Linked DNA regions of Rattus norvegicus: regions 1, 3 and 4 are each linked to region 2. The links are chromatin contacts, called in public Hi-C maps. All regions are on one chromosome and are shown on one strand. The core of a region is the stretch at or near the end of the contact, and the rest is flanking DNA. Distances in the headings are between cores, read along the strand shown. Region 1 holds the start of Gria2 (glutamate ionotropic receptor AMPA type subunit 2). Region 2 overlaps LOC134485928 (a long non-coding RNA gene). Region 3 has its middle 34 kb from the start of Glrb. Region 4 holds the start of Pdgfc (platelet derived growth factor C).

Region 1 (4,335 bases), core at 814-3,313, 1.0 Mb before region 2:
TTGCCTGAGCCTGCGACCACGGAACAAAGCACGCCCGGCCGGCGAGCACTCAGGCCATCCTCGCCTCTACTTGGGCGTTGCTTCAGGGAGCTGAGAACGCACCTAGCTTCTGGTCCTCGACTTCCTCATCCCTGTTCTGCCCGCGACCAGGTGGAGGTTTGTATATGGTAGGCATCCCCATCAACACCCGCATCCCCTGCTGACTGCATCCTCAGCTCCTCGGGGTCTCCATTCTCCTAGCATCCCTGCTCATACCAGTCAGTCAGGGCCTGCGTCAGTCTCGTGCCCGCGCCCCTCGGGTGGGCATTATGTAACAGCCCCGGGCCCAACTCCACAACCATTGCAATAACTTGTCCCGTGCAATAGAACGACGTGGGGCTTGCGGGGACTGCAGGTCGAAGCTGCCCTGCCAGGCTACAGGACTAAGGCATGAGATCTGTCCAACAGTCCCACAGCGCGCCCTGGGGAACAGCGTGTTCTCTTCTGGTGGAGTGCCAATAGGCGCTCAAGAGGGAGGGGGTTGGGAGATCCTCTTTGGAGGCGCCAGAATCAAGCCAGAACCCCCTGAATTCGAAAGACCAGTCCAAGTCCAACCCCTACCCCCAGATTCTAGGGTGCACATACTGTCACACTGTTCAATGGCTTTTGTCCCCACTTCACAGCCCGCTGGCCAGTGGGGGTCCCAAAGATTACAGCCACCTTCTCTCTGTACCCTCACACGCACGCGCGTGTGCAGTCACTCCCACCCACACATGACAGGCCGGCAAAACACACACACACACACACACACACACACACACACACACACACACACACACCATCCTTCACCAGCATTCACAGGCTTGCTTTCTCTGTGCAGCATAGGAAGAACGTGAATATTCATTACTTACAAGCATTGGTGACTGCGAAACTGTTGGCTACCTCCAAATTGTCGATATGGGGTGTCAGTCTGAACTCCGAAGTGGAAAACTGAACCATCCCTACCCGAAATGCACTGTATTCTTGATCAGCGCCCCTTGGAAATAGCCCCCCTGCAAAGAATAAATAGCAAGCAAGAGAACATTGTCAGAGCCCTGGAGAGGTAAGAGTGGGGTGCTAACACCCAGCAGCCCCAGAGTCTCTTATTCACACTAACCACTAGAATAAACATAATCAGTGAGTTGGGCAGCAAGGGTCGGACATCCAAAAGGTGCCCAATGAATCTAGGCAAGGAGGGGAGTCTAAAGACCAAAAATGTTCTCCCTTTTAATCTCAAGCTTTGCGATCATACCCCCGAAAATCTGAACACACTAGGAGATGCCTTAAGGCAGAAGTAACGCAGTCCCGGGGTCAGAACAGATCCTCTCCCCGCTATTGTGTCAAAAGGCATACTCATGTCTTTTTACTTCAGTCTAAAAAAAAATCATGTATATTCTAGGTAGTTTAAATCTGGAATGCAGTCAAGGTATGACATAAGTCTACATGACATGAATTAATTTGGTCACTGTGAACAAAGATTAGCACCAAATTATGCACAATTCAAAGGCATAAGACAAAAGGTACCTACCTATCTGTATGCTGTTAGAAGAGACACCAAAAATCAGTCCCCATAAAACAGGAGAAAGGAGGACAGAAATATGCATAATCTTTTGCATTTCCAAGAAAAGTAGAGCATCCACAAAATATCCCCTCGTTTCCCTTTCTTCCTCTTCCTTCTTTGACTGTTTTCCTCAGCAAATTAGATCCTCTGCATTGTGAGGTCGATATTTAGCAAGGAGCTGCTAAAAACACGAAGTGAAGGCAGAAGAATCCTTATTTCCCAGTTGTAGCTGGTGGCTGTTGATGCCTTGCGTCCTGTCCCTGCTCCCGAAGTCCCGAGGACTGGCTGAATGCAGTTTTTAGCTGAGCTGCCGCTGTAGTCCTGGTGTCTGGGAATATCAGCACCCTCCCATGCACTCACACAATCACCCTCTCTCGAGCTCTCTTCTCCCTCTCTCCTCTCTCACACGAGCGCGCACACACATACACACACATACACACACACGCACACACACAGGAAAGTCACAGAGAGGGGCAGGCAGTCTCGGGCGCGCGTGCGCGACTCAAGGCAGGCAGGGAGCTCGCGCACCTACCCCTCCCCCGCACAGCGCCCTGCACCCTGCACAGCCCTGGCAGCTTCTGCACGGTGCCGAGAAAGCTCAGCTCAGAGCCGGGCAGCCTGGTGCCTCTTAGAGACCTCCAGTCTTGCGCATCCGATTTTAGCACCGAGGACAGCGCTTTAGTCGGAGCTCTGGGCTGAGGTTGCAGGGTTTATGGTAGCTGCAGAGATGCTCCAGCCAGATCCAAATGCTGCAAAACTGATTTCCGGTTGCTATGCCTGGGAAGCCGAACTGCTAATTGCTATTGGCAGTGAAGCTTTCTTCCGTAGGGCCCTGTTGTTTTATATCAAGTACAACGAATATGATTTGATTGTCTCAAAATCCACTTAGCAATATCGACACACTGCCTTCTGCCTCACCTGACCCAGCTAAAAAGCAAAAATACTCTCTGAAAGGACGACTCCCAAAACTGTGAACTTTAGCTTCCTATGATGCAAGCATAATTCCAGGGAAACCCAAAATTCTATCCTTAACTACAAAAGATGCCGCGGAGGTTGGGTGTTTGTAACTGGATTGAACCTTTGAAGGACTTTGTGTAGGAATCCATCTTTAGAGTATGCCCCTTTGGGTTATGGTTCGATTCGTTCAAGCCGCACTGCCTGTGGATTGCTCTTGAACTACAGTGCAGACTCCCTCCTGCTGTACGGTCATGTAGACTTGGCTCTTAGATGTCCTTTTTATTTATATGGATTGAAAGGAACCGTAGGTTTCTGGGAGGAGAAAAAAAAATAGACCAAGGTTGTCTAGAAAGGATGTCCATAATCTGTCCAGACTCTAAGTTACAAACCAGATACCCCATTATATTATGGACCTTAGATTTCAAAAATAATCACTGCCTCAAAGAAGTAGGTTACCTCATTACATCAAGCCGGCTTGAATATCTGGGATATAACGAATAGGTTAGAAGTTCAAGTTTGTGAGAAGGGGCTTGGTGAAGACTCCTGATGATTCTATGTGCCTGTGAAATTCATGTTCAATATTCTACTTCATGCCAAGCCATCTCTGTGTTCCTGCTGTGACAATTCTCTCTGAAGCCTCAGAAATCCTTCACCAAACTGTATGTGTTTTGTTTTAAACAGAGAAACTAAAGAAGTCTCGGTTCAAAGATCTGTTGCCAGGAGCCAGGAGAGCCATTGAAGCTGACAACATCAAAGGGAGAACTGGCTGATGGCCCCGAAGTGCACGAGAGCACTTCCTGGTTATATCTTATGGAGGAAAGGTGACTTTAATATCACACATGGTAACTTCCTTCTGAACCCCCTTAAATCCTACTTCTGCCTTAGTCACACTGGGTCTAAAACTTCCCATTTGTTAAAATAGATTTTAAAATACATATTCTTTATAAAAATGAGAAGGAATGAACAAAAGCAAAACGCGAAGTAATATCTGTGACTTCTAAATACTGTAAGCTTATGGTTTCATGTTATGATCTCTCTGTCTTTATCTCTCTGTGTGTTTGTGTGTGGGCGCATGCGTGTGTGTCCCTACGGCAAGAATACAGAACATAGGTATAATGTACTAAGATTATAAGTTTACATATTCTAGGTGAAAAATACCTTCTTTTTATAACCAATAATTTATTTCACCTGGAAATCAAAAACTCCACACGATTTAGCAGATCCTCTAAATAGAAAAGTACAAAAGCCTTGCAGAAAATCAATAAAAATAAAATTATAGGCACGACAAGAATTATAAACATCCCAACTTGTTACATAAAGAATAATCAAACAAATTACACACATTTCCATCTCTACTTCTGACGCCCAGCACAAGAGTGGTTTGAAGTTTATGAACTTCAACATCTAAAAGAATCAGTCAGATCAACAGATACAGCGAATAAAACGTCTCTTCAGTGACATTCTTCTTTTACTTGCTTTTCAATATTTTCCACCAAAGCATCTTCAGTCTCATTCAAAGTGCTTTGAGATGATAATTGAAGATAAAGGGACAGAAGCTTGATTATCGAAAAAAAATGTGGGATACTTAATGTGTCTGGCAAGCAAATTAAAATTTAAAAGAAAGGGAGTTTTCAAAAGAAGCTTTCATTTTAACCTATTTGAAATTCAAGGACAGATATGAACTCAAAATTGACTGGATTTCATCATTAAAGAACATGGATTTGCTGAATCATGGTGCTTTATTCCCAGAGAATATATACAACCTTATCAAATATTACTTCTTGTTGATAAATTGCAAT
Region 2 (4,346 bases), core at 624-3,123:
AGTCCCAGATCTGCCCCATATCCCTACTCACCCACATCCATATCCTTTCTTGCTCCCTCTCAAAAGAAAATAAGTGAGCATTAAAATAATAATAATAATAATAGTAATAATAGTAATAAACAAACAAGCAACAACCTAAATAGGACAAAACAAACACAAAAAAGATTTCACAAGAAAATCAAAGAATACTCAAAAGAAACACATATCGATGTAGAGACATACACATTGGCAAACACAGAAATCTCATTAAAAACCCAAAATCAGAAGGAAGCCTCCAGGTTATATAAACAAAATGCCTATAGGGAAAGGAAAAATTGAGAAAATAAAATGCCCAGACATATCATGGAGAAACAAAAGCAAAACCAAATCAAACCAAACCAAAACAATAACAACAATAACCAAACACCCCAAAACTACCATTGAGTTTGTTTTGGGGTGGTCGTGTACTTCTGGGCACCAGACCTGGCTTTAAGAGTGGTTTGTATACCCAGTGAGCATCTTTTGGAGAAGACTAATTTGTCATTTATGAGTAGTTATCAATTAATTATAGCTTGAGGGTTGGGAATGTTAGCTAGAAACACAGACATCATTAAAAAGCAATTTACACAAACTCATAAGTACTCATATTTGAATCAGAAGCATTACTCATGTGAAATGTTATTTTGTGCAAATGTATTCTTTGACTACCATCTGTTCTTGGAGTTATTTCTGCGTGTGGAATTCACACATCAAAAGTTCTATACATGGAAGGATACAGTCTTAACTCTGTGTTCAAAGTCGTGCATGCTTGTTTCCAACAAGAGCAAGCTCCATTCGGAGGAGCCAGCTATGTTAGTAAACCCGGCAAACAGGCCAAACAGGGCAGCCTCCCCTGGAACACCAGCGGGTGGTCTCTGGGCTCATTATTAACTCTTCTCTGGATCTACAGTTTTTCACAACTCTGGATGCACTTTCTAGGTCCCTTTACTTAGTAATTTCTCGATAATTCAACTGATCAGATGATTACAAGCAATTGGTTTATTAGGAAAAGGAAATGCCCAACAAGTACTCTAACTAGAATGCCTTCGCCTGGCGAAGTCCACCGAGTTTTCCTCTGATGGGTCATTGTGACTCTGAGTGGTATGTCTTCTCCCTGTTCCCCAGACTACTGCATCACATGCTAATCTACACATGCTAATCTACACAAGACTCCTGGTTTTGTTCTTGGCAATTCAGAAATGTATAACAAAGTCCCTGTGATAAAGGCTTTTTACTTTAAATTATAAATTCTTGTCTCATCCTTAATCTCGTTAGGAAGCAGAGAGAGTGAGTAAATTTCACCGGAGAAACTCCATGTTACGGAGATAATCAGCTGTGAGGGTTAACTGATCAGCTGTGAGGGATATAGTGATCGCATTTGAGAGAGATTAGGGCTGCCCAAAGGAAGAGCAAACTTGGTCAGGAAAATCCCCTGCTTGTTTAGGCCTGCAGCTTGTTTGGGAAGGAGTGGTTGAGGCTCTGGGAATGGCAGAACTGGGCTACTGGTGTTTCTGGGTGGAAGCTGGTCCACACTCAGCAGACAGGAAGGAAATGAGCCAGCCTGCTGGGTGCGGGCATTCAGCCCATTAAGCAAACCCACAGAGGAAGTCCTGGTGCTGCTAAAGACTCTAAGCCTGGAGCATTCAGTATCAGAATGCTTCAAGTGTAACTTTCTGAAGGTGATCATAGGGCTTGATCTGAGCCTATGAGGTCACCGTGTCCTCTGGATACGTGGCTGGATAAAAAGGCTACCACATGTTCTCACCACACACCCACATCATGTACGGAATAATGCATCAGAAGCCAGAAGGGTAACGCCAAAGCAAAGCCACTCAGAGGAAGACTAACAGAAAGAAAAAAAAAAAATTTTTTTCTTCAGCGTGACTCTCGCGCCCTCTATTGGCAAATTTGGTATCATGCGACGTTTACAGAGCTGTTTTATAAGGAGGGTGTGTTTTGGGAGTCAATCTGGCATTGTGTTCTCTCTCGATCCTCAGTAGAGGGTCTTGGCTGATACATTTGTAAAGTTAGTCCCTCCATTTTGTAATGGTATCTTTCCTTGTCATCTTGCCCTATCAAGTTTGTAAGTCGGAAATTTAGGGTTCCCCTGATTCTCCTGACTCTTCGGCGACTTTCTCCATAGCAAACATCTGCCTCAAATAAACTCTCTCTCTCTCTCTCTCTCTCTCTCTCTCTCTCCCTCCCTCCCTCCAACTTATGTCATTATCTATCCTATGGACGACTCTATTTATTTCTTGTGAAGAAGTAGCTAAGGGCCTGTAGTTCATGAGGCATTTTACTTGGCAGTCGAGGTAGGTAGGTAGATATAATCCATTTATGTTATTGAAGTTTGAACTGCACTCTGTCAATTAGTAACATTAGTAATTCCAAGCATAAATATTGAAATAACATAACCATGATTAAAAATAATGATGACAATAGAAATAGGAAATTGCTTATAACATGTCAGTAAGATTTGACCTAAAATCCTGATACTAGCTAGCTTCCTCTAGTTAGGTGGAGACCCTCAGGGGAAAACAAGGAAGGCCATCCCTTCCAAAGAGAGAGAGCAAAATCTCTGGAGTCAAAAGTAAAAATCATTTAAGACTCTGAAAATTATCTAAAGAATCACAAAAAATGTGTTTGGAGGGAAGGGAATCTGTAAAACGATCCAGCCCATGGACCATGTTAAGACTCGGGAAACATGTTAAAGATGTAGGTATTTTCTCCAAGACCTTTGATAGGATTTCCAGTGGTTTGTCATTTGGCTCCCTTTTGAGATTCTTTTCTGCTTCCCCGCTAAACCAAATCTTACTCTCCAGGTCTCCTTTCTCATCACAAATATCATAACCACTTATCTTTACGTGATGTTAAGCTCTATCCTTCCGAGTTTCCAGTTCCAATGGGGTGCCCACCCTGAAAAAAGGTGCTCAATGATTCTCTACTCCAATACCTGGTGCTTAACTCTGTGTAGTTTTAGGGTGCAGCTCTTTTCTACTCTCCCAGTCAGCTTGCTTGCTTCGTGGTATGCTTTGAGACGACTTGGTGTATTAATCAGCTCTTCAATTACTAGAACACAAACCTTGAGATGGACCTATCAAAAATCAGAGAGATCTTTATTTTAGCTCATTGTTTTGGAGGTTCAAATTTAATATCAGGCGCTCGACTTCCTTCAACCCCAGATGAGTGTCATGCCTCATTATGGACTCAAATACTTTCTGGTCAAGACAGGAGGCAAGAAAGAATAGGGATCCCACAGTACTCTTAGACATAGGCAGTCAGTGACTTCAGGAGCTCAGGCTGAGCCCTGCTACTTAATTTCTAGCATTTCTTAACAGTGCCAACCTGGAACCCAAACTCATAACACAGGGACTTGACTGGGAGAAATTTTCATCCAAACCATAAATTTCAAGAACCTTGTAAAGTAAAGAACTGAAGAATTGTGGCATCAGACAATGAGGAATCTAAGCTCCCTGCCCCTAGCAAACAGTGGAGACATTTGTCAACATCTATGAGAACCAACTATCCCAAACAAGGAAGAAGGTGAGTAAAACTCTAGACATGTTAACTGAAATTTCATGGGAGTCTGAACTAGAGAAAAAAAAGCAAGTATGATGCACCCTGATTCCAGATATTAAATAGACCCAGAGCTATCCACATGAACGCATATCCAGTCAAAACATTCAGACTCTCAGTCAGTCTGAACTTCTCTACCAATTAAATTTCACAGGGATGAATTTAGACATTATCTAAATACCAAGATAGGTTTTTTTTTCTAGTACTTCATTTATTACAGTGATCTGGGAAGAAATTTCATATATTATCATACAGTGGTCCAGAAGTCACAAGTTTTGATATGTAGAGTTCTAACTGAAAGTACAACTGAGATGTATTAATAGTTACTTTTTTTAAAAAAAGGTTGAGAATAGATTTTTTAATATAATATATTCTGATTATGATTCATTGCCACCAATTCCTCCCATATCCTCCCTCCCACCCACCCAAATCCCATACCATTTCTTGTTGTCTTTATCTCATTAAGATGCAAACAGTCATATTATTATTATTATTATTATTTTAGAAAATAAAGACAAAAATCAGGGTAAGACAAACAAAAGAAACAGAACCAGAGGAAAAACTCAATAAACATGTATAGACACAGAGACACATATATTTGCACACAGAGAAATCCCACTCAAACACAAAATTAGACATCATAGTATCTACACAAATGGCCTATAAGGGAAACAGAAGAACAGCAGTAAGGAAGTATCATGAGACAAAGAACCTCCAAATATCCCACAGAGTTTGCTTTATGTTGACCACCT
Region 3 (4,208 bases), core at 1,554-4,053, 830 kb before region 2:
AGCCTTTTTAGATGGGGAATAAGCTTTGCCTTTTGAAAGGCAAAATAGACTACACGTACCTCAGGGCATTGATCGACAGTCTGATAAGGGCAGGAGAGGGTGTTCTACATCTTCTGTTCTGGTCCATGGTCGAACTAGGCTATCTTTGTATAAATATTATGTTGACTTACTGTATGGTTCTTGGCATTTGGTTGGGTCTACTTTTATTTATCTCCATCAGCCCTGCCAAGATGATTATTGGAGTAATCTGCATATATTTTAAAATGGCTTTTCTTTTGAGATGGGTTCTCTGTTATAGTCCATGCTGTCTTGGAACTCACTGTGTAGACTAACTTGATCTCAAAATCACAGAGATTCACCTGCCTCAGCCTCCCAGATACTTAAAGATGTGCACCACTACACACTGTCTGCAGTTTTAATTTAGGATTAAAAATAGAATCTTTGGGGGTTGGGGATTTAGCTCAGTGGTAGAGCATTTGCCTAGGAAGCGCAAGGCCCTGGGTTCGGTCCCCAGCTCCGAAAAAAAAAAAAAAATAAGAACCAAAAAAAAAAAAAATAGAACCTTTGGGATTTTTCTTGTGGTTTTATAGGATCTATGCACACATCGAAGAAAATTTACTGTTCTTTTTAATATTGTGCCTTCAAAGATCGTACCATCTAATAAGTATACATCATGCTTATAATTAGTATGCAGGTTTTGGCATGTTTGCTTATAGATATTTGATATTTATTGATTATGATGTAATATTGTCATTTATTACTTTTCATTTTATGTTTGTTGTCTTGTTACTATAGTGCAAATTATTTCTGCATATTGAACATTTATCCAACACACTTGAAAAATTCATCAATTGATTGTAACAGCAACTTTTTCATGTTTTCTGGCCATATGATTATTTATGAATAATGACTTTGTGTACCTCCATTGCTTCTGATTACTGTGTCATTTTTCTTACCTTATTTTACTAATTACAGTGTCAGTAGTTCTAAGCAAAATATTGAATGGTATACTGAAAGTGAATTTTTAAATTTCAATTAATTTCTTGTTACTGATTTTAAAGGGGGATTTCCATTTTTATAACTTCTTAATTTTTCTATTTTTTTTAAAAATTTTTATAAATCTTTTTATATTTTTATGTAAATCTATTCACTTATAGGTTAATATGTTTTTCTTTATTCCTAATATTTGAGATTTTTTATCATGTATAAATACTGCATTTGCTCAAATACTTTTTCTAAGTCTTATCAAGGGAACCCTGCCATTTTCCTTGGCTCCCTTGCCCTCCTTCATTTAATAAATTGCAGTGATGTCATTTTTGCAAATGTTCAACTAACTTTGCATATGGAAAGACCTCATCTGGTATTGGAATTTATATAATTGTGAATTGCATTTATGCCCAAGAGTAGTCTGTAACTTCCTTTGTAATTTCCTTACTAGGATTTGGAATCAAGATTTGAATATTAACCTAATAAAAATAGGAACCATGCCTGCTTCTGTGGCTATTCTTGGTTGTGAACTTGACTACATCTGGAATTAACTAAAACCCAAGCAGCTGGGTATACCTGTGAGGAATTTTTTCTTAATTAAATCATTTAAAGTGGGGAGACCCACTTTGAATCGGGATCTTTTGAAGTGGGAAGATATGCCTTTAATCCAGATCATTTGAAGTGGGACGGTCCACCTTTAACCTGGGCTACATCTTTCGTTGGTAACCTCTATAAAGGGAAAGAATAAGGAAGCTGACTCCGTCTGCCTTTTTTTTTTTTTTTCATCCTTGCTGGCAAGTTTCATGCCTTCACTGGAATCAGAGCCTACTTTCCAGGATCCCGGAAATACTGAAGACCAGTGGACACATCCAGCCTCTCAGCCTAAGCAATTACTGGATTCTTGGAACTTCCGTTGGTAGACAGCCATAGTTGGACTAGCTAGACCACGGCCTGTAAGTCACTCTAATAAATTCCCTTCACACACACACACACACACACACACACACACACACACACACACACACCGTGCACACATTCATTCTGTCATGTTTGTTCCTCTAGAGAAACCTAAGACACTTCTTTTTCTGTTTCCTGACAGAATTATGTCTGGCTGGTGCTGACTCTTATCTATAATAATTCTTTTAATATGATATTTAGTAACTATATATTGGGGGTGGGATTCTCATTGTGAGAAGGGATTTGAATACCACATTTAATTTTTCCTGTTAAATTGAGTAAGAGTGCCCTGTAGTCTCTGGATAATTGGATATGTCTATATACCAAATGTTGTATCCGCTGCATGTTAGAAACACCTTTGACCTGAGTTTACAGTAAAGGAACAAGGCGAGAAATATGCGTTCTTGTAGAATTCACATTTTGAAGGGGAGACAGACTTTCCAGAGGTACAACAAGAAATCCAAATTTTCAGTTATGATTAATTCTAAGTAGAGGTTTCTAGTGCCATGGGAGTTGAACATGGGAAGGTTTTATTTAATCTAGACATATTAGGAGTGCTTTTTATGAGTAATTTATAAATTATTATGTTTTCAACTTGAATTTAAGCCATTCCTTTTATCTTTAAAATGTAATCTTAATATGGTGGTCCTTTTCTGTGCAACGCTTCTACCTTGGACTGTGAATGCAATTCTATCTCTAGTTTAGTACAAAATACCCTGATTACAAGAGAAACCGAGTTTTCTATGTGTCCTATACCTGGACAGCTGTTTTATATCTTGACTGTCATTACTTCTCCCCACCACATGGTGTCTCTGTTGACAACTGGACAGCCATAGCCACTGAGCCTTGCACCTCCCAAGAAGGATGGCATTTTGAAATTGACCTTGCAAGGATTTCACAGTCTTGCTTCTGGTCATTATGAACCATCGCTGTTGGTAGCCACGGCCCAGACTCTGCTAGTACTGTTTGAGAAATATTCCCAGTGTCTTAGCAGATGAGAACCACTGTTTATAGGCCTATGTAGATTTAGTTAGATCTTCTTGTATTTCTCAAGACTCTGGTAGTCTTGGCTATCTCTTCCTTACAGTTTACTGTTTACCATGTTAAAAGATAACTAGCCAAATATCTGGTTTCTAATACCAGCTAAACACAGAGATACCTATGGAGTCCATTTACTAAGGAGGATACTCTGTCCAGAAAGATCTGGGGACCTGCTTTCTACTTTCTAGAGAGACTTATCCTCCCAAGGATTACATAGATGATTTCTAGCATGTCCATCACTGAACAAAGAAAGGCAGAGTCAAAAACAAGTAAAAGTTTGTTTTATTAAACCCCCTTTTATTCTAGGTAGCATTGCCAAGGGGAAACTATTAATTGATTCTAATATTAGAAAAATGCTCATGCACCCAATCATAGCAACCAGACTGCTCCTCAGGGCTTTTCTCTGTGTAAAATTTTAGTATTCTTTAAACTTCCTCCAGGCCTGAATGATCTAACTTCTTATTGTTCTCATCCTTCCTCGATCAATTTCGGTTTGTCTATATCTTTTCAAAAGTTCAGTGACCAAAAATGCCACAATATCCAAATAACTAGCTCGTGAATGCATAATGTAGCACACAGATTGTTTCCAAATGTTCCACACATTGTTTTGCTTAATAAATTCCAGAATCATAGTGTTGAAGTTTAGTGTTAGCCTCAGGTCTTTCTTGTCGGTGTCCATAGTCACAACTTCCAATATTTTTATTCCTTTACTACACTTTATTTTGTTTCAGAATCCAGTATTTTAATTAATGTCACTTTGGTTCTTATTTGAGCATTCCAGAAAAATGTCAAGATTTCCAGATGCTAATGTGCCCAAAACTCAACCCCTATGTATGTGCTAGACTAATTATTCAGTAGTTTCAAAACTGGTTTCCTTAATAACTACTGTGTATTTTCCAAATATATCATAACTGTCATGAAGAAAAGCGTTGTTAAGACAATAGGTCACAATGTTTTTCTGATTCTCACAATGTTCTTTTGATTCTGGGAAAAGGTAATTATGTTTTCTCCCACTTCAGTAAAAATGCAATACTTCTGTGCAGGACAAAAAGCAATTCTACTTCTTCCTACCAGTTCTATAAGAACAACTCCATGAAGAACATTTCTTCCTACAATATGCTATAAGAACAACTCCATTAAGAACACTCTTCCTACAGTGTGCTATAAGAACAACTCCATTGAGAACACTCTTCCTACAGTATGCTATAAGAACAGTCTACTGA
Region 4 (4,670 bases), core at 1,866-4,365, 750 kb before region 2:
AAGCCATATTCATTCAAAATAGATTGTTTAGTAATTACAGGACTCTGGATTTTGTAAAACTGACTTTCATTTCAAGGGTTTTACTTTCCCGGGGAAAGTTTAAAAGCAAAAGAGAACCAAATACCAGCAGAGGACAAAGTGTTAAAAAGAACTTTGCCAAGGGCAAGAGTAGTTCAAACAACAACCATGTGAGTGCATTGAAAAGAAACCAGCCAATGTGGCTGTGATTTTGTCTTGGGGTCACTCAGGAGCACCTGGCCGGCTTTATTTATAAGGCAATTGTCAAATCATTCTGTAGAATATGGATGAGGTGAAACACAGAGGTGGCGTGGTATTGTAGATCATCTGTAACTTTTCAAATACAACCTTCTCTGAAATTCCAGGGAGAATGTGAGTCCAATAAAGAAACCTGTCAGTCAGTCCAATGTGTTTATTTATGATCCCGGTGTGCCAGGCACTGTTCTAGCCAATCTGAAGTGATACAAAGTAAAGCTTAGTCATCACTCCGTGCAGTCTTTGGAGTGCAAATGGATTAAGTCTGAACACACATGAATCCTATGTGGGTGGTCAAGAAGGCCAACTGAATGGAGATGCAAAAGGTTCATTTAGAAAAACCAGATCAGAAAACTAAGTACATTAAAAAAACTGGACCATGATGGATTGGATTGCAAAGAGATCTACTCATTAGGCATGCCTTGTGTGTGTGTGTGTGTGTGTGTGTGTGTGTGTGTGTGTGTGTGTGTGTCTCATTTCGATTAAATTTGGGAACTCTGCTTCGCACATTCAGAAACATACAAAAGAGTTTGGAATGCATGTATGTAACATGCATACATGTATGGAATTGCATTGAAGATTAGGCGCTGCTAACTTGAATAAAGTAACAATGCTTGTACCATTAATGCACATACACTTAAATCTAAGTGACTTTAAGGCTTACCTGTCTTTCTATCCAGTACCGTGAACATAGAAATCCACAGATAAGGATGAATGAATGGAACAGGTTTATAAATATTTCACAGGAGAACGACATCTTTCTTTGGTCCTGGGGACTACCTCGATGCCAAACAGGAGTTAGCTATGATAATGAGCAACCTGTCAAGTATCCATTTAGAGGAGGAGAGACAAGGACTGAGACCTGGCTAGAACAGGGCTATTTGGTAGGCTCTAGTGGTGTCCAAGAACAAAGAAAAGGCTTGACGTTTTCATGTGGACGGAAGCAGTATTTTATATCTGGCTCCAAGTCATGCCTGGTTTCAGCAATGTTTACCGTGGTTCTGCGGTTGGAGTGCACGCACTGACTGACTCAACTAAGTACTCGGTGATGCATCTATCTGATGGCACACCAAGGCATTTGCTTGATGTATTATGTTTATTTTTCTTATTTTCATTTTCTTTTTTATTACCCCCCCAAAGATGCATCTTTTGTTTAGATTTCAAACCTTACTGTGCCTTCAACACATTCATGAGGATTTTCTGCCCCTTGATAAGCACAGCATGTTGGATCCTGTCACAGACACATGCCTTGCACATGGAGCGATCCTAGGCCCTGCTGACATGTTTTTTTCATTTTCGATAACCTCATAGGAACTTCAGGTCTCAGCACGAAGCACTTGGTGCATAAAGGCAATCAGTTCAAATATCAGGGGCTCCAGAACAGCCTGTATGTGAGTTGCCACACTCTGTCCCCAGATACTCTAGGGTCTGGTTTTCACTGTCAAGCAGCACCCAGGTGGGTGGAAGGCAGGGACCCCACTGTTTAGTGGTTCTCTCCAGTTCCTCTCCAAACAGGGTGCATTCGGATACAGTGGTGTCTGGCTTCAATTCATATTACAACTTGGACCCTTTATCTTTACTTTTGCTTTATCCTGGAAGGATCTTGAGTTCAACTACTCTCCCTCAGGGCAAAACTCTGGCCACGAGTCCGGACAAAGCACTTTGGGAGCGGGGATCCCCTTAGGAATGAAAGACAAGTCACAGCCAGGGAGAGCCAGAGGAGGAGGAGTGACTGTCTTCTCCAGCTTTCTTTTTTTTTTCCTCTCGGCGTTTGCAGCACCCTTGAACAGCCCGCAGGCTCCTTATTTGGGGTTAGGGGCGTCTAGGGGAAAGGAAGCCGGGGGCCGCCTGGCCGCATTCCTCGCCGCAGTGTGGGCTCCGTCTGCCGCGAGGCCCGCAGTACCCCCTGTCTGCGTCAGCACCTGTTGTCCCGCCAGCTGGCGGCCCGGGCCCCCCGCGCCCCCCACGCCCGCCCGGCCGCCCGCCCCGCGCCCCGCGCGCCGCCCGCTGGGGGAAAGTGGAGACAGGGAGGGGACAAGCGCGGTCCTCAGGGCCAGCCAGGCCTTCCCTGCGCAGCCAGTGCTAAGCGGCCACTGCTCCACAGCCCTGCGCCCTGCCCTGCCTTAGGGCAGGCATCTGAGCGAGCGCTCGGAACTCCGAGCGGCCCAGGCTCTCCCGACTTCCTGCAGCGCTTCGTCAGTACCCCAGGGAACTTCGGTGGCCGCCGACTGCAGCAGGGAGGCGGCTACGCGGTGGATCTGGGCCAGCTCCGAGTTGCCCCCGCGGCCTCCCTGCCCGCCCGGGACCCGCGCGGCACTCGCAGGGCACGGTCCCCTCCCCCCAGGTGGGGGTGGGGCGCCGCCGGCTGCCCCGATCCTCAGCTTTGTCATTGATCCCAAGGTGCTCGCCTCGCTGCCGACCTGGCTTCCAGTCTGGCTCGGCGGGATCCCGAGTCCTCGCCTGTGTCCTGTCCCCCAAACTGACAGGTGCTCCCAGCTAGTCGCCACGACTCATCGCCGCTCCTCCGCGTCCCCACCCCCTCTTTCCTCCCTCGCCTCCCCCCACCCCCCGCACTTCGGCACAGCTCAGGATTTGTTTAAACCTTGGGAAACTGGTTCAGGTCCAGGTTTTGCTTTGATCCTTTTCAAAAACTGGAGACACAGAAGAGGGCTCTAGGAAAAACTTTTGGATGGGATTATGTGGAAACTACCCTGCGATTCTCCGCTGCCAGAGCCGGCCAGGCGCTTCCACCGCAGCGCAGCCTTTCCCCGGCTGGGTTGAGCCTTGGAGTCGTCGCTTCCCCAGTGCCCGCCGTGAGTGAGCCCTCGCCCCAGTCAGCCAAATGCTCCTCCTCGGCCTCCTCCTGCTGACATCTGCCCTGGCCGGCCAGAGAACCGGGACTCGGGCTGAGTCCAACCTGAGCAGCAAGTTGCAGCTCTCCAGCGACAAGGAGCAGAACGGTGAGTCTCGCCCCCTCCTCCCACTTCCCGCGTCTCTCTGTGCGTTCCGATTGGCATTGTGCGGTGGCATGTGGGATCCTCCAGCCCTGGAGCTGATGGTTGCGTCTTTGGCGCTGCAGATGGGAGTCTCGTGAGTCCGCCTGCACTTTTGGGGAGTTGGGGGGGGGGTGGGATTTCAGGAGTTTGCAACTTCAGAAGCTCACTGAGCAGCGGGAGCGGGAGTGCCCCCGCAACCTCAGATTGGAGAGGACGCGTGGGCTATGGGAAGGATTGGAAAAGTCAGCTGTGACCACACTGCTAGGTGGCATATGGCCGGAGTTACAAGTAAAAGAACTGCTATTAAGAAGAAATCCCAAAATGAATGAGTCGTGGCAAGTTTGAATTTACACAGGTATGGGGGGGGGGTGGTTTAAGAATGGAGAGTTCAGGAAAGGTATCAGACTCCTTAATTGAAACACTGTATATGGGAAGGCAGACGCCAATAAAGAATTAGGTGAGAAATACAGAGGTCAAGAGGCCACTTGGACATTTTCAAAGGAATTGGTTATGGTTTTTCTCTTGCATTTTTTTTTTAAAGCGTGCCTTTGTGCCCCGAAGCCCTCACCTTTTGGTGGTGTATTTTTTGTATGTGTTCATGAATGACTATTTTGTATGTGTTGGAAGCGATTTAATCCTGCATAGGAAATGAGAATTACTTTCAGCTTTCAAGTGTACCTGAAATGTTTAGAAAACTTTCAAATGCAAGTTCCCCTGGGCTGGGATTGCAAAGAGCTGGAGAAAAGCTTCTTTCATAAGTCCAGGGAAGCTCCGGGTGTGTAATTTGCTTAGCCTCTGAACCCCATATGATTCACATCATTCAATTTCTAAACTCTTTTGCTCTTGATCTACCCATTATAAAGCCATTTTTGAGACTCTTTTGTAAGTAGAAATTTTATACCGCACATGAAACCACAATGTTAATGTAGGCTGTCTAAAACTGGAATATTAAATACCCTGTTTACAAGCAGAGGTTCTTGCTGCTATTTAAAAAAGAAATGTACATGTTTTTCTACTTTGTCATCTGTTTACAATGCAACTTCGCCAGCCAGGTAAGATGCCTGCAAGAGACATTTGGAAAATGAGGATGGAGTTAGAGCATTGTTTGACACACAGTGACGTTTTCTATATATAGGGGATGCTTCAAGGCTTCACATCTGGATTTCAACTCTATGACGTGCTCATCTTAACATGCATATGCACTCTTTATCATCCCTACTCTTTGCTGAGTCAGGATATAACATGGTCTTTATTGTTATGCTTGCTCCTTCCTTACCCCTGGCTAATGTGATGGCATGTGGCACCTTAAGGCTCTTGAACTACTGATCAAAGGGCAGCCTAGTGATCTATCTATAATCATAGGGCCTGCAGAGACCTGAGAGATCAAAGGAGCCACCACAC

Evidence for each region. Hi-C and Micro-C count contacts between places; a contact is called where the count stands out from the background.
Region 1: a contact with region 2 is called in a Hi-C map of the A7r5 cell line, with 6 times the contacts expected there. The contact joins the promoter of Gria2 here to the enhancer-like site in region 2. A contact is called at or near these places in 3 of 12 Hi-C or Micro-C datasets (the A7r5 cell line, Schwann cells and frontal cortex) and 1 of 1 datasets of contacts at active chromatin or transcription factors (oligodendrocytes).
Region 3: a contact with region 2 is called in a Hi-C map of kidney, with 12 times the contacts expected there. The contact joins two enhancer-like sites. A contact is called at or near these places in 12 of 12 Hi-C or Micro-C datasets (the A7r5 cell line, the Rat2 cell line, Schwann cells and 7 more).
Region 4: a contact with region 2 is called in a Hi-C map of the A7r5 cell line, with 12 times the contacts expected there. The contact joins the promoter of Pdgfc here to the enhancer-like site in region 2. A contact is called at or near these places in 10 of 12 Hi-C or Micro-C datasets (the A7r5 cell line, the Rat2 cell line, Schwann cells and 7 more) and 1 of 1 datasets of contacts at active chromatin or transcription factors (oligodendrocytes).

Annotation. Positions count from the first base shown.
Region 1 is chr2:168,365,553-168,369,887 of GRCr8, forward strand. It overlaps Gria2 (glutamate ionotropic receptor AMPA type subunit 2), which reads right to left and starts at 2,064. Exons shown (of 16, transcript NM_017261.2): 1 at 1,547-2,064; 2 at 891-1,031. The coding sequence starts at 1,634. It overlaps LOC134485927 (a long non-coding RNA gene), which reads left to right and starts at 944. Exons shown (of 2, transcript XR_010064323.1): 1 at 944-1,081; 2 at 3,218-4,335.
Region 2 is chr2:169,364,003-169,368,348 of GRCr8, forward strand. It overlaps LOC134485928 (a long non-coding RNA gene), which reads right to left. Exons shown (of 4, transcript XR_010064325.1): 3 at 2,972-3,112. Among named protein-coding and RNA genes, the nearest start is that of Rnu1-83, 28 kb to the left of the region's middle. Within about 2 kb of position 1,874, at least 34 of the 93 cell types and tissues checked have an H3K27ac peak or open chromatin away from gene starts, as enhancers often do. A contact at or near this core is called in the A7r5 cell line, where this site is marked.
Region 3 is chr2:168,537,963-168,542,170 of GRCr8, forward strand. No RefSeq gene overlaps it. Among named protein-coding and RNA genes, the nearest start is that of Glrb, 34 kb to the left of the region's middle. Within about 2 kb of position 2,804, at least 5 of the 93 cell types and tissues checked have an H3K27ac peak or open chromatin away from gene starts, as enhancers often do.
Region 4 is chr2:168,612,053-168,616,722 of GRCr8, forward strand. It overlaps Pdgfc (platelet derived growth factor C), which reads left to right and starts at 3,116. Exons shown (of 6, transcript NM_031317.1): 1 at 3,116-3,233. The coding sequence starts at 3,116.